Regions from separate parts of the Mus musculus genome. Here regions 1, 2 and 3 are each linked to region 4. Evidence: chromatin contacts called from public HiChIP or PLAC-seq and promoter capture Hi-C data. All regions are on one chromosome and are shown on one strand. Each heading gives the region's core, a stretch centred on a gene start, on an enhancer-like site or on the middle of the called end of the contact. The rest is flanking DNA. Distances are from core to core; before and after follow the strand shown. Region 1 overlaps Arhgap10 (Rho GTPase activating protein 10). Region 2 has its middle 18 kb from the start of Gm23981. Region 3 has its middle 35 kb from the start of Gm23981. Region 4 holds the start of Tmem184c (transmembrane protein 184C).

What was found. Promoter capture Hi-C pulls out the DNA fragments that hold promoters and counts their contacts. HiChIP or PLAC-seq counts read pairs in DNA pulled down with a chosen protein or histone mark.
Region 1: a promoter capture Hi-C map of macrophages shows a contact between it and region 4, with 5 read pairs. The contact joins the enhancer-like site here to the promoter of Tmem184c in region 4. A contact is called at or near these places in 6 of 39 promoter capture datasets (the C10 cell line, the HPC-7 cell line, macrophages and 1 more), 3 of 115 datasets of contacts at active chromatin or transcription factors (effector CD8 T cells, embryonic limb bud and memory CD8 T cells) and 2 of 9 other capture datasets (adipose tissue and liver).
Region 2: a promoter capture Hi-C map of the 3T3-L1 cell line shows a contact between it and region 4, with 2.8 times the contacts expected there. The contact joins the enhancer-like site here to the promoter of Tmem184c in region 4. A contact is called at or near these places in 3 of 39 promoter capture datasets (the 3T3-L1 cell line and frontonasal cranial neural crest), 3 of 484 Hi-C or Micro-C datasets (3T3-L1-derived adipocytes, embryonic fibroblasts and nephron progenitors), 1 of 115 datasets of contacts at active chromatin or transcription factors (embryonic stem cells) and 1 of 9 other capture datasets (adipose tissue).
Region 3: a contact with region 4 is called in an H3K4me3 HiChIP or PLAC-seq map of craniofacial prominence, with 4 times the contacts expected there. The contact joins the enhancer-like site here to the promoter of Tmem184c in region 4. A contact is called at or near these places in 1 of 39 promoter capture datasets (the 3T3-L1 cell line), 4 of 484 Hi-C or Micro-C datasets (3T3-L1-derived adipocytes, embryonic fibroblasts, embryonic stem cells and 1 more) and 2 of 115 datasets of contacts at active chromatin or transcription factors (craniofacial prominence and embryonic stem cells).

Annotation. Positions count from the first base shown.
Region 1 is chr8:77,443,063-77,446,191 of GRCm38.p6, reverse strand. All of the region lies in intron 3 of Arhgap10 (Rho GTPase activating protein 10), which reads left to right. Among named protein-coding and RNA genes, the nearest start is that of 0610038B21Rik, 72 kb to the left of the region's middle. Within about 2 kb of position 1,506, at least 69 of the 459 cell types and tissues checked have an H3K27ac peak or open chromatin away from gene starts, as enhancers often do. A contact at or near this core is called in adipose tissue and macrophages, where this site is marked.
Region 2 is chr8:77,824,396-77,827,637 of GRCm38.p6, reverse strand. No RefSeq gene overlaps it. Among named protein-coding and RNA genes, the nearest start is that of Gm23981, 18 kb to the right of the region's middle. Within about 2 kb of position 1,672, at least 19 of the 459 cell types and tissues checked have an H3K27ac peak or open chromatin away from gene starts, as enhancers often do. A contact at or near this core is called in 3T3-L1-derived adipocytes and adipose tissue, where this site is marked.
Region 3 is chr8:77,841,301-77,844,734 of GRCm38.p6, reverse strand. No RefSeq gene overlaps it. Among named protein-coding and RNA genes, the nearest start is that of Gm23981, 35 kb to the right of the region's middle. Within about 2 kb of position 2,149, at least 20 of the 459 cell types and tissues checked have an H3K27ac peak or open chromatin away from gene starts, as enhancers often do. A contact at or near this core is called in 3T3-L1-derived adipocytes and craniofacial prominence, where this site is marked.
Region 4 is chr8:77,608,888-77,612,491 of GRCm38.p6, reverse strand. Tmem184c (transmembrane protein 184C) reads left to right here and starts at 1,839. Exons shown (of 10, transcript NM_145599.4): 1 at 1,839-2,389. The coding sequence starts at 2,267. Gm39200 (a long non-coding RNA gene) reads right to left here and starts at 411. Exons shown (of 3, transcript XR_878939.2): 1 at 263-411.

The sequences.
Region 1 (3,129 bases), core at 257-2,756, 170 kb after region 4:
GAGAGGGGGGCAGCAAGGCCAGAAGCTGCAGGAGGCAGGGAAGCTGTGCGGGAACAGGGAGTAGTTTAATCAGTAAGAGGAAGAAAATTAAAATCTGTGGAAGGAAAAAAAAAACAATGCCTGTGGTATTAATTATTAAAAAGTAAATCCTGTTTTGGGGTTCACTACTGGCCTCAATGGTTTATGTTCCTGGAAGAAAGACACACACACACACACACACACACACACACACACACAGCCTTTATATTTTATCATGCCTTGAACAACACAATAGCTGGGCCACTGCCTAACCTCTGCATAGTTAATCTATCTCCTGCTGAATATCCCAAGTTACTACTTAACTACTTCTATGTTCTGTTTTTGTTGCCCTGGACCCAGGTGGGCAGCTCTGGGACGAGCTCTCCCAGTACTCCACGTGGCGGCCATGCCTCTCTGTCCTGCACCATTCTCAGGCATGGCTGCTCTCCTCTCTTCCACACTCTCCCTGCATGGAGGATCTGTCTCTGTCTCTGTCTCTGTCTCTGTCTCTGTCTCTGTCTCTGTCTCTGTCTCTGTCTTTCTCTTTCTCTGTTTCCTCCCCTCCCCTCCCCTCCCCTCCCCTCCCTTCCTTTCCCCTTCCCTTCTTTCTCTCTCTTCTCCTATCCTCTCCTCTCTTTCTCCTTTCTCCTTTCTCTGGACCTGGGAAATTCTAAAATCCCGCCTCTGTCTCTCCTCCCATCTTTATTTACCAATCAGAACCAACTGGGGGCAGGTTCCCAGAAGCTAAGCGCAGACCTTCCCACCCAAACAGTTTTGGGGGAACATATTGGCATTTGTAATACAAGCAGCTACAAATGCTAAATATTGTAGAAAGTTTTTCTTTCTTTCTTTCTTTCTTTCTTTCTTTCTTTCTTTCTTTCTTTCTCTTTCTTTCTTTCTTTCTTTCTTTCTTTCTTTCTCTCTCTCTCTTCCTTCCTTCCTTCCTTCCTTCCTTCCTTCCTTCCTTCCTTCCTTTTTTTTCTGAATATCTTTTTTGTGGGACTTTGGGCTTTAGCAGGTAAATTCATCTGTCTGGAAGTTGGCTACCAACTCCCTATCTGTTTAAGCTGTCAGCAGCATGTTCATATGCCTACTCCAGACCTAAGCAGGGCCATACATCTTTAATTTAGCAAATACCACTATGTGCTTGCTACATGCCCAGTGCTGGGTTGTGACAGTGTGACACAGTTCTGTCTCTTGAGTAGGTGGATATCCACTAGGGGAAGTGGTCAAAAGCCTGTGCGCTCAGTAATTCTGCAGTACCAGAGGCAGTGGGGGTCCTGGAGAGGTCAGTGCAGAGCCGGCATACATCAGTTAGTCACTTAAGCACAGCTGAGCTGAAATGCTGCGTCCGTCTTGAGAGGGAATCTGCTTCCATTTCAAGGAGAGTGAAGTATGTGTTTGAGTGTCCCCCAAACTCCTCGGTTGCTATTAATACAGAGTTTACGGGTGTGGCTCAGTATAGAGGGTGCTCAGAGTGAAGATTCAGTCCCTGGCATCCAGCAAAACTATGAACTGAAATCCGTGACTCACTGGAAAAGGAAGCAGGCAGAGTACCAGTTTAGGAAAAGAAGTCACTGTTTGCTTTCACACCCAAACATTTGGTCTTCTTGAGCGGATGCGCTCAGCGCTGTCAGTGTTGTGTTTTTCAGGACAGGGTTTCGAGGTGCATAACTTTTTCTTGTAGTGTTTCTGACCCTGACTGTGGAAGTGAAGAGACCTAAACTAGGGATCTGAGCTGGACCATAGTAAGAGGCCAGACCTGGCAGGGTTGCGTGTGTGCATGCTGTCTGAGGGGAGCTGCCAGCATTCCTGTGATGTTCTGTGTGGCCTGACAGGACATGCTGTGCTTATCTGAGGTGGGCAGCTGTCCAGGAGTCTGAGGACTTTAAAAATAGTGTGGCAGCATTTATGAGCATCTCTAAAAAGCCCTGTGTACTGTATTTACTTCTCTGAGTAAATCCTTTGAACAGACTGAGTTTTGTTTTCTTGCCAGCCTGTGAGGATTCAGTTTCTGAGCATCCTGGCAAATCAGAGTTGGGGTTTGGACTAGAGAGTTAGAAAAGATGCAGGAACAGTGCGTGGGGGAGATGGAAGGTGGAGCTTTCCAGGGGAGCCCAGAGGCACCTTAGACGCAGGAGGTCTGGGCAGGGCAACCTCTTCACCTTTATGTATTACACACACACACACACACACACACACACACACACTTTCTGAGTTCTGCTATAACCACTTTGGTGTTTGACACTTGGTTTTTATTCTAAACTATAACTTTTTTCCTTTCTTTCTTTCTTTCTTTCTTTCTTTTTTTTTTTTTTTTTTTTTTTTTTGGTTTTTCGAGACAGGGTTTCTCTGTGTAGCCCTTGGCTGACCTGGAACTCACTCTGTAGACCAGGCTGACCTCGAACTCAGAAATCCGCCTGCTTCTGCCTCCCGAGTGCTGGGATTAAAGGCGTGCGCCACCAACGCCCGGCTATAACTTTTTTCTATAGAAATGTTTTATAATGTTACTGAAGTAATATTAAAGTAAATGAATGTTTTTGCTTTTTGGTAGTGCTCCTTCTTCAGTGTGTCCCACAGCAGGTGTTCTTTGAACATGGTGTCTAGGCCAGCATCACCATCTAGTGTGATGGTTGGTTTCCATTGTCACCTTGATAGGATTTGGAATTGCACAGGAGACCCGACTTTAGGCTTGTCTGTGGGGGCGTTTCCAGAAAGGGTTAACTGAGTGGCAGTGTCCACCCCATGTGGGCAGCACTGTGCTATGGCTTGCTTCATTCCTGCTGTGTTCCTCCATGACTGATCATATACTCTTTAACTGTGGGCTTCCCCGTGACTGACCATACAACTCTTGTTGAACGTTGCTTATGAATGTGAATTTATACCATAAATGGTATAAACCACTTGACGGTCTATGCTTTCTGTTCACAAGTCACGTGTGTAATAACAAATGAGTAGTCAGTTCTCCTCCTCCAGAGAAAGTGACACATTTTTCTATGACTCTCTTACTTTGTTTTAAAAGCTGTCCATGACAGTGTGAGGCGTAGTGGGCCACACCTTTAATCCCAGCACTTGGGAGTTAGAGGCAGGTGGATGTCTATGAGTTAGAGG
Region 2 (3,242 bases), core at 423-2,922, 220 kb before region 4:
TAAGGAACAGACACTAACAAGATTAAAAGTAATAACAACAATCTGGTGGAAATCTTAACATGTCTTTAAAATTGACTGCTTGAATTCAATGTAAGCTTATCCTGGCACGTCGAGGCTGCATTTGTGAGTGGTACACTCTGCATCGGTATAAGCTCTGGGATGTTGTTCTTGGACTTTACTGATCATTAGCTCAGCAGTGATCATGCTCATGTGCCTGAAATTGCTATGCTTTTGAAGTTCTGAGTCTGTTCTCTTGCTGTTTTGTTTGTTTGTTTGTTTGGTTGTTTGTTTGTTTGTTTGTTTGGTTGGTTGGTTGGTTGGGTTGGGTTGGGTTTGATTTGGTTTAGTTTGGTTTGATTTGGTTTGGATTGGATTGGTTTATCATGGTTGAGCTGTCAAGTTGCCACCTTTTGAAGAAAGATTCTTAAGCAACTCACCCACTTCCTCGGCTTGGCTGCTTTAGTCTGTTTATGGTTTAGGAAGTCAGATAATAATTGTGGAACAATGAGAGTGATGTGGCAGTGGACAGGCTCCTGAACACCTGTCAAAAAGTCCAGTGAGCAGAATAACTTCTATTTCAGTCTGTCTTCATGGCAGTGACTATGTTCTAGCTACAAGAGTCAGGAATGTAAGCAACCCCTGAAAAGCTGAAATGTGCTTCAGTAACTGAGCAGCTACCACAGCAGAGCCCCCCAAAACACCTCAACTCCTTGTATTTCTAGGCCAAAAGGTAAAAAACAGATGCAAGCTGAAATATTAGTGCAGATGTATATGGGAAATCCATTTGGATTATTTTTGCAGAGAAAAGAAAAAGTTGTATAAAGAGAAAAGAAAACTATTTTGTATAAAGAGAATACGTTGGGGGTTTGTAATTCAGAAAGTTAACCAAAGGAAATGGCAAGCATCCAAAGCAGGAAACTGTAAGTTTAACTAAGGATAGCCTATGCTTGATTATTCAATCTCCCATTAGCCAATAACCAAATGAATGAGTCTTCAATTAAAAAATCCCTTCTGAGTCTGAAGGAGGTAAAATTAGAGCAGAGATGAAAATGAAAACATGAAATCTATGACTTTTTGTTTTCTTAAGGATGAGTCACTGAGGATCTTCTAAATGATTGATTGCAACCCGTGAGAAAAAAGAACACATTAAGCCATTTGAGCCCAGTGGCTCTCTGGGGATCTCGCCTCCACTGTTGGAACAATTTGATTGCATAAGCTAATGCTACACATTACCAAAGTGAAAGAGTTCCAACATTTGGTTCCTTTGTCTGCCTGGAGTCTACTAATGTCATTTTCTAAAGTGGAAACCCATCTAGGACTATCATAGGCTTAATAGTATATTTTACTTTTAGTTTAATGGGGCAGGACAGGGTGTGTATGTGCACACGAAGTGCCCATGGAACCCAGAGGTGGCAGGATCCCCCAGATGGAGTTATAGACAGTTGTGGGTGCTGGCAACAAACTTGGATCTTCTGCAAGAGCAGTCCATACTTTTAACCACTGAGTCATCTCTCCTGTCTCATATGGCTATGTTTTTAATATTTTGATTGCATCTTATCCAATTTCAGAAATGATAGTGGTGCCTTAAAGTAAATCCCCATACACAGTAAGAACGCTGAACTAGAAAGGGAAAAGCAATTCTGGGCAGAGAGAGCTGAGTCTGTCTACTCTAATAACAGGGGCAGATGGTGACAAATGACAACAGAGTTCTCTAAGAGCCAAAGCAAACCAAGGGCAAAGGAGGGATTACACATTCCTTATCCAAACAAAATGTATTTCATATTGAGGAGCTGAACATCCTCTAAGAAGTATTTATTGCTTGGATGCTTTACAAGTGGTGTTAGAGAAAATAGCAGACAATCAGAAGCAACTCCCACCTGGATGTCACTGTGCATAACTGTAAATCATGTCATATTCACAAGCCCACTATGAGTTCAAACGGTAAATCATCTCATTATTCATAAGCCCACTGTGAGTACATGCATGCACACTGCCGAGCTTAACCCTATAATAGATTCACATGTTTATGAAATCCATAGGTACATATATGTGTGTACATATACATACATAAAGCATATATATATATATATATATATGTAAATTTTTGAAAAATTACTCTCTATAAGGGTAAGGAGACATACAGACAGCTAGTAAGGACAGCCACAACAGGCTCATTCACCCCTGGGTGTTAACAAGTTACAGTGTGACTTGGTCATTTTCTCATCCGGTGGTTGGGTATATTTCTTCTTCCCTTGGATGTGGGATGACCTTGTGAGTAGCTTCAATTTACAGAGGTGAAATTTGTGATTTCCTAGCAGACTTTGACAGACTATGCCATGTCCACTAGCGCAGGGCATCAAGAAACATGGGGCTGCAATGTGGAGGCCAAGAAGTTCACCCAAGGGAGTGACCCTGGGGCAGTTGGTACCTCCTGACAGATGTGAGGACAGAGCCTTTTAAGCTCTTCTACAGACAAGACACCAAGCCAGCAAAGACCCTGTCTTTCATGGCAGACCTCAGGAAAGGCCCAAATGGAACAATTGAAACTGATAAAGACCAGAATCATAAGGTACTTAATTAAGCTAATGTTAGTCATATTGGGGTAGTTTTCATTTTGCAAAGCTACCACGTAAGGGCATTTTATTATGAGATGTTGACACTCAAGGTACCTATATCTAACAACAGGAAAAATGTCTATTTCAAGAAGATTTCTTGCAGGTCCTTTGTGTACATACTCTGATGCCTTCTGGTTTTGTGTTTTAATGAGGTTTCTGTATATGCAAATGTGTGTGTCTGCATCTATACGTGTTTCTCATGCCTTCTCTTAGGCTCTTTTTCTTCTGTTTATCTTGTCCTACTCCTTTTTGCTTGTTTTTATTGTATTTTATTTCATTATTATTTCTTAGATACCTGTTCATTTCTAAGAAGAAACAGAAAGGGTATGGATCTGGATAGGAGGGTAAACTGGGAGGAGTCAAGAGAGAGAAACTGTAATCAGAATATATTGTATGGGGAAAACAGTTTTCAATAAGATAGTTTTTATTTTATTATATAAGTAAAATAAACTAATTTCAATAAAAACAGAAATTGTAGCTGTCTGTGCTGCATCAATGGAGTGTCTACCTACTTTCATCTTTTGTTTTCTTCTTCAGTAGAATCATAAGTAGGTTGAGAACACAACTTGAAGAACCAATAGAATTTACTGGCACACCAATGTTCTAGAGGAATAACCAATAGAATTT
Region 3 (3,434 bases), core at 900-3,399, 230 kb before region 4:
TAAAGAGACGGAGAAACAAGAGGAAATTAAATCTCTTTGGAAGTTTTACAATATATAAATGTGTGAATGGCAGAAAGGATGCAAATCACTACTGCCAATCACAAAACAAGAACATAAATGAGACATTTAGAAAGTTCCAGAACACCAACAAGCACTGGTTCCTCTGTCTTTGTGGGTGGCCTTCCTCCCAGTTTGTTTTCCTTAGGGTATTTTAGATCTTGATGAGAAATTCCCCAGTTTCTCTATCACGAGCTTCCTATCACAAACCTAAGAAGGATGTGCAGTACCTGGTTAATTCTCTGGTTCTAGAGCAGTAGACAGAGACAGAGTTAGATTCTCAGGCTTTCACATCTGTATGATAAATGTGTGTGTGTGTGTGTGTGTGTGTGTGTGTGTGTGTGTGTGTGTACAGGCATGCATCTGGATGGTAGAGTATTTGCCTAATGTAGATGAGCCCTGAGATCAATTAACTTAAATGCAACTGTTGGCCATGTCTCTTCAAAGACTAAGTCTCTAGACTCACCTACCCCCTACCACCTTGTTACCAATCCAAAACCTAGTCTTTGTGTCGAGTGTCCAAAATAGAGACAGATACTCCCTTCTCCAGATTCCTTTGGGCACTATTCAAAAAAGTAAACTGTATTCTCTGCTTTGTTATTTTTTTAATATTTCTTTATTTACCATGTGCATGCACTGGTGCCATAGCACATGTGACAAGGTCAGAGGACAACCTGCAGGAGTTGGCTCTCTTCTCCCACCTTGTGGGTCCTGGGGATAGAGCTCAGGTCACCATGATCATCACCTTGAGCCTTTACTCACCGAGCCTGCCTGTAAATTATTTTCTTTATGCTGTTTCCCCCCACACAGTAACATGCAACAGGGTAACTAATGTGTTTTCTGTCTGTGACTGTTTTTCTGTCTTGTAGGGCAACTGAGGGGCTTCCCACGGGTGGCTTAGTCCCTGTGTTGCTGTTCTTCAGATAACCACTGTTCATGTAAGTTCCAGGGTAATGACATGATTTTGGGGGATCCCAGGACTTTTCTTTCCCTTGTAGATCATGGGTATAGAAAGGCTTACGATGTTCCAAGGGTAATTTATCAAGAAGTGCATGGCTTCAAAGAAACAAATGGTCTCTCTATGTGAAAAACCTATACCTAAAAATTAAAACAAAACAGGATAAGCCTGCAGCATTGTCATAAAAATCCTGAAACCATGACACTCATGGTTCTCATAACTAAGGTAGAATTATTCCACACGTCAGTGATTCAGCCTACATCTGTTTTTCATGAATGGTAATGATTGAGCAATGGGGACGATAAGGGAGTGAGGTAGGAAGTTTGAGTAGACATTCAGCCCATGTCCCACGCTCCTCCCATAACAGAACACAACACATTGCTCCACTCCCTTTGCACTGAGAAGCAATAAGTCACAAAATTCCCACAATAGAATTTGCAAGCTTTGCTATCTATATATTATCTTTAAAATGGTACCTACAATATAAAAAATCATTTCACAATATTTTGTTTTAGAGTTTCATAGAATCAAGAAATTATTCCTATATGATTTAGAAAAAAAAAACCCTCCAAGTTTTCTGTTTTATAAACTTCTGTTTTATTTATTTTTCTTAGCATGTAATATACTTTTTCTTCTTTCTCCAACCATAAAAAATAGATCCAGCCTAGTAAGAAAATGCTTGAAGGCTCCTTTGTAGATTTAGGGATGGGATACACAGTAACATGTTACATAACTCTGGATTGATGCATCATTAATCAGTTCATGTGAGTAGCTGTGTACCAAGAGCTTAACGAGGAGGACATGTGCCACACTGCTGTGACTAGGCTGACATTTGAAATGTTATTAAAACAGTATCATCAGCATTTTAAATAATGAGGCATTATATTATCTTTCATACTTCAGAACCTTTTGAGAAGACTTCCAAGTATAGCTCTGATGCTTGAGAAGGGCTGAGGAATGGCTGCTTGTGACCATCAGGTGTTAGGTCCAACACCAAGAGACACAGAAACCCAAGCAGAGCTCATTCACAGACTTGGTGGACATTAAGCCAACATGCTGCCAAGATAAACATTTCCCATTCGCTGCCCCGAGGCGTCCTTCCTATGTACGTGGGAGGAATTCGTTTGCCAGATGTTGCTGCTTATTTTTCAAGTCTGTCTTTGGCTTGTGCTTATTTTTTCTGCCCTCCCCCAGCTTCTCCCATATACACTACATGGGGGAAGCAAGGCTCTGTGACCTTGCTAAAGAAGTACCTAACTGTTCCCGTCAATACATCAGTCTCAGCATGTGTTCTTGTTTATGTGTCCAGCCTAATTGCTGATGGATATTGAATGATTAGCTTCCCCCATTCTATGCTATCTGGATATCCATCAGCAAAAGGGACTACTTTACAACCTGGCATCGCGAACGACATCTTTCTCTTTTATGATAACAAAGGGCTTATTAAAGATAAATCAAGATGAGGAGGATAAAAAGTCAACTTGAAAGGAAAATGTTGCGTTATTCTTCAAAGACACATGATGCCTGGCTCTTCCAAAAGATCACACAACAGAATGTCAGGCCATGTCTATCAGCTGGGGCTTACAGAGGGATTTCCCTGCAACCTTGTTTCTCCCTCAAGACAGAGCACCAAACTGGCTGATTACCTGTTCTTTATTGGCCTTAATCTAAAATCACCCAGCATCCTCAGGAGGCTCTCACCCAGCCACATTTCCCTCTCAACTTGCCCAAAGCTAATTCTTGTTGTAGACACTGCCTCTCCAGCCACTGAAGGCTTACTTCTGACACTCTGATGGGATTCCCAGAGATGTGTCCCTCTGCTATCTTCCAGATCATTCAAAAATTAACTGGACCAGCATATGATGGAGACAGAGCATATGATGGAGATAGAGCATATGATGGAGACAGAGCATATGGTGGAGATAGAGCATATGATGGAGACAGAGCATATGGTGGAGATAGAGCATATGATGGAGACAGAGCATATGATGGAGATAGAGCATATGATGGAGATAGAGCATATGATGGAGACAGAGCATATGATGGAGATAGAGCATATGATGGAGATAGAGCATATGATGGAGATAGAGCATATGATGGAGATAGAGCATATGATGGAGACAGAGCATATGATGGAGATAAAGCATATGATGGCGATAGAGCATATGATGGAGACAGAGCATATGATGGAGACAGAGCATATGATGGAGACAGAGCATATGGTGGAGACAGAGCATATGATGGAGACAGAGCATATGATGGAGATAGAGCATATGATGGAGACAGAGCATATGATGGAGATAGAGCATATGATGGAGACAGAGCATATGGTGGAGACAGAGCATATGATGGAGACAGAGCATATGATGGAGATAGAGCATATGATGGAGATAGAGCATATGATGGAGACAGAGCATAT
Region 4 (3,604 bases), core at 590-3,089:
TTATTCCTTTAGATTCATGAAGCCCCTCATAATTCATATTGCATCCTTATATTTTGCATAGTTGAGAAATTATATGTATTTTGAACTCATGTATTTAGAGTTCTTTCCCACAGCCTTAAGGGCTGTCCTGAAGGTCCCAGTGTCTACCATTTTGCTGAGACATAGCCACAGCCTTGGCTCCTGGATTCGAGCTGTTTCTAATTCTCACTGAGTCCTTAGGTTAACTGGGAGGACATCCCTAGGAGGAATGTGAAATACATACCCACAGCAGCCATCACACTCATGGAGGCTCACACTGGAGGACTTGTCCCAAGGGCAGGAACCATGTCACTCTGTCCCCACCATAGCCATACCGGGCTCAGCACTAGAGTGCAGAAATAGATTTCAGAAATTGTGTAAAAAATTGGCTTCCTATGAGAAGGAATGGAGAAGATGGCTATCAGAAGCAGTAAGAGTGTGGCTGGACACACAGAAACAAGTCCTGTTAGACAGCCTATCCAAAAAGACTGCCATTTGCCAAGAAATAAGTAGTGGTGATAAGCTGTAAAGCAAGAGTTTTCCCTAATTTTCTGAACTTCAACAGTATACCAAGATTTCATTAATGGTTAGGAATTTCCTTAAAACCAACTATTTTAACTTATAGTGTAGACCAAACTAAAGTCCTACAGCCCCTTTAAGGAAATGTGCAAAATGGAGATCACAGGAGAAAGACTGCAGAAGTCAGACTCCAGGCTCTGGTAACTGAGGAATGTGATTTCATCTGTATACTTTGAGACTCTGGTCCATGACATTTTGTCCAGATGGCTAATAGGCAGAAGTCCCCTGGTTGCAGGTGATGGCAAATATTTAAACATCAAGCAGAGTCCAAAGTCAGAGAAAACAGCTCTATTACTTAATAGGTACTATTAATCACTTGACACTTTTCTCATCTGTGAAACAGAAAACTACCCATCGCTACTCGGTACTTTTATGCAGATCAACTCATACAAAATGGGTAGAGAAGTTAGTGTTTGATTTCAGAAAATGACAATATATGCAGTGTTCAGTGTCTAGTCGGGACTCAGATGTTTGCTTGTTCCCTTGATTTAGAAAGAATTTAAGATCCCATGTGTCATTGATCTGTAAAGCTATACAGCTAAAAGCTTTAGGTGTATAGAACAGATGTCAGAATACCAACCTTTTAAATCTTAAATAAGATTTTGTTTTTTTTTTAACTCAAGTTTGAAACGTGAACATTTCATATTGGCGGTTACTTTCAAAAAAGCTATTCTTAGAATGATTCTTCTGCCGGGTCTAGAAATTATGCAGACAAATTCCTCCTTAGGACCCTAAACTCTAGCAACTGACTGAAATCTAACCTATTCTGTCTTATTCCAGCGGGCTTCCCATTCCACCCCTAAAGACAACTGGGAAGCCTTCTGAGAAAAATAAAGCTATTTCAAGTTCCACTCCACAGTGACTGCCCCTCACTATGACTTTTCTTTAGATGGAGTAAAGTCTCAGGAATGTAGCGGGTGTTTCTGAAACGTCCCCAGTTCCTACAACTTTCGGAGCCCTTTTAGGGAACCACTTAGACTAGGTAAATTAGAGATGCCAGAAATCCGCCGCTACTCTCCTTCCTGCCCTTGCCACGCCCTCTCGGTAACCTAGGTTACAGCCACGCCCTCCTCCGTAACTGACCAATCACAATGCTTTGCGTTGCGGGACAAGGTTTAGCTCAGCTTGAAACTCAGAGCAAATCATTTGCTGCAAGCATCTGATCGGAAACGGAAGTGGAATAGTCGGCGGAAGATGAGTTCTGAAGATGAGTACTGTAGAGGTTCCAAAGCCGTGAGTGAGGAAGTTCTGGGCCGGGTCTTCCGGGGGCGGAGACTAGCCTGCCAGAGCTGGACTAGGGAGAGGGCTGGTAGGGTACCAGATGCAGGTCAGACCCCGAGTGCCTAGAATCCCTAGTTTACCCTGATAGTCCTCGGGGTCACGATGCAGCGGAGACTCTGGGTGACCTCCAGGTGAGGCGGAGGCGACGCCGCGGCGGCACTGAGTCCATGCGGGTTGGCCGGCGAGGATGCAGCCTGCACCTGCGAGCATCCCGAGCGGCCACCGCTGCAGCAGCCGCAAACACAGAGCGACCCGAGAACGCGGCGCCAGCGGCTAGTAAATCTTTTCCTATAGGGCGCCAGCGGAGAAGACAACCGAAAAAGCGAACTTGCCAAATTCTTGGTTTGGTTCGATTATTCAGCTACTCAAAGAGAATCTGTTACAGAACATGCCTTGCGCATGTAATCGGAGTAACTGGAGGAGATGGATCCGACCCCTGTTGGTACTTTTTTACGCAACAACCATCCTGGTCGCGGTTCCGATATGCATTTGGAAGTTTCAAAAAATGAAGGTAAGAGGGTCCTGCACCTCTACCCTTTCTTCCGCTGGTTGACAGAGTTCCTTTGTCTGCCTTCTAATGCTTGAGGTCTGAAAAACATTTCGTCTGTGGACATTAAACCAACCTGACTGGTTTTATTTAGCCGCTACAACTGGAGGTAGGTCCGGGTCGAGAAACAAATAGTTAAAGCACCTACTTACAATGGGCGCTTTCCCAATATTCATCAGTCCCAGAAAGAACTTTATTCTTGAAATCAGATCTGCTATGCAGGTACTAGGGCTTGACCAGACCAAATAAACCATCTTAAAAACTATGTTCTGGATTTTATAGGCTTTTAGCCGGTTTTCTGGAACCAAAGGATTCTTGTTAAATTGACTTTGCTAATTAACTTTACGTTTGAAGTTACAAGTTTTCTTTGTTTCTTTCCTTAAAATCTCCTGTAAACCAGGCTGTTCTGGATTTTGCTTTGTAGACTAGGATGATCCTCCTGCATCCAAACTTCCCAGTGCTTGGATTACCGGTGTATCCATCATTCTGTTTACTCAATGCAGGGATTGAACCCAGGGCTTTGTTTATTTGAGGCAAGCACTCTACCATCTGAGCTTCATCCCCAGACCTGAAGTTACTCCTTAACCAAAGCAAAAATTTTACAAACATCCCCTGTGTGTTCCTTTATATTTAAAAAAAAAAAAAGGTGTATTTGTTGGTGTGTTCGTGGGATGGTCCAGTTGTGGAGGTCTGAAGGTGGACAACTTGGAGCAGTTGGCTCTGCTCTCTCATCATAATGAGTGCTGAGGACTGAGCTGAATCTATCAGGGTTGGAGACAGGCACCTACCAGCTGAGACATCTCTCTGGCCCTCTTTGTTGATGTCATGTTGTGACATTAGTAAAGTATTACAAGCTGGATAGCTAACCTATGTCTATAGTATATCTATAAAGTGAAAACTTAGAATTAATAACCAAAAAGTACTTTTATTAAGAAACAGTTATTTTGGAAGAGTTATGGCAGACCAGGTAGATGCATACAACCCACCCCCCTTTGATTATGGAAAATATTTTAATCAGTGTGTCTAAACATATTCATAGGATCTTTTTGTTCACTAAATCTTGTTGGCTTTTCTAATTATAGTTCATATAGGTGTTTAAGGGTATTAAATATGACATTAAATATTTCTCATTTGTTATGTTTTTAGGCAATTTGAGATTTGTCCACCCAAATTTAGGTC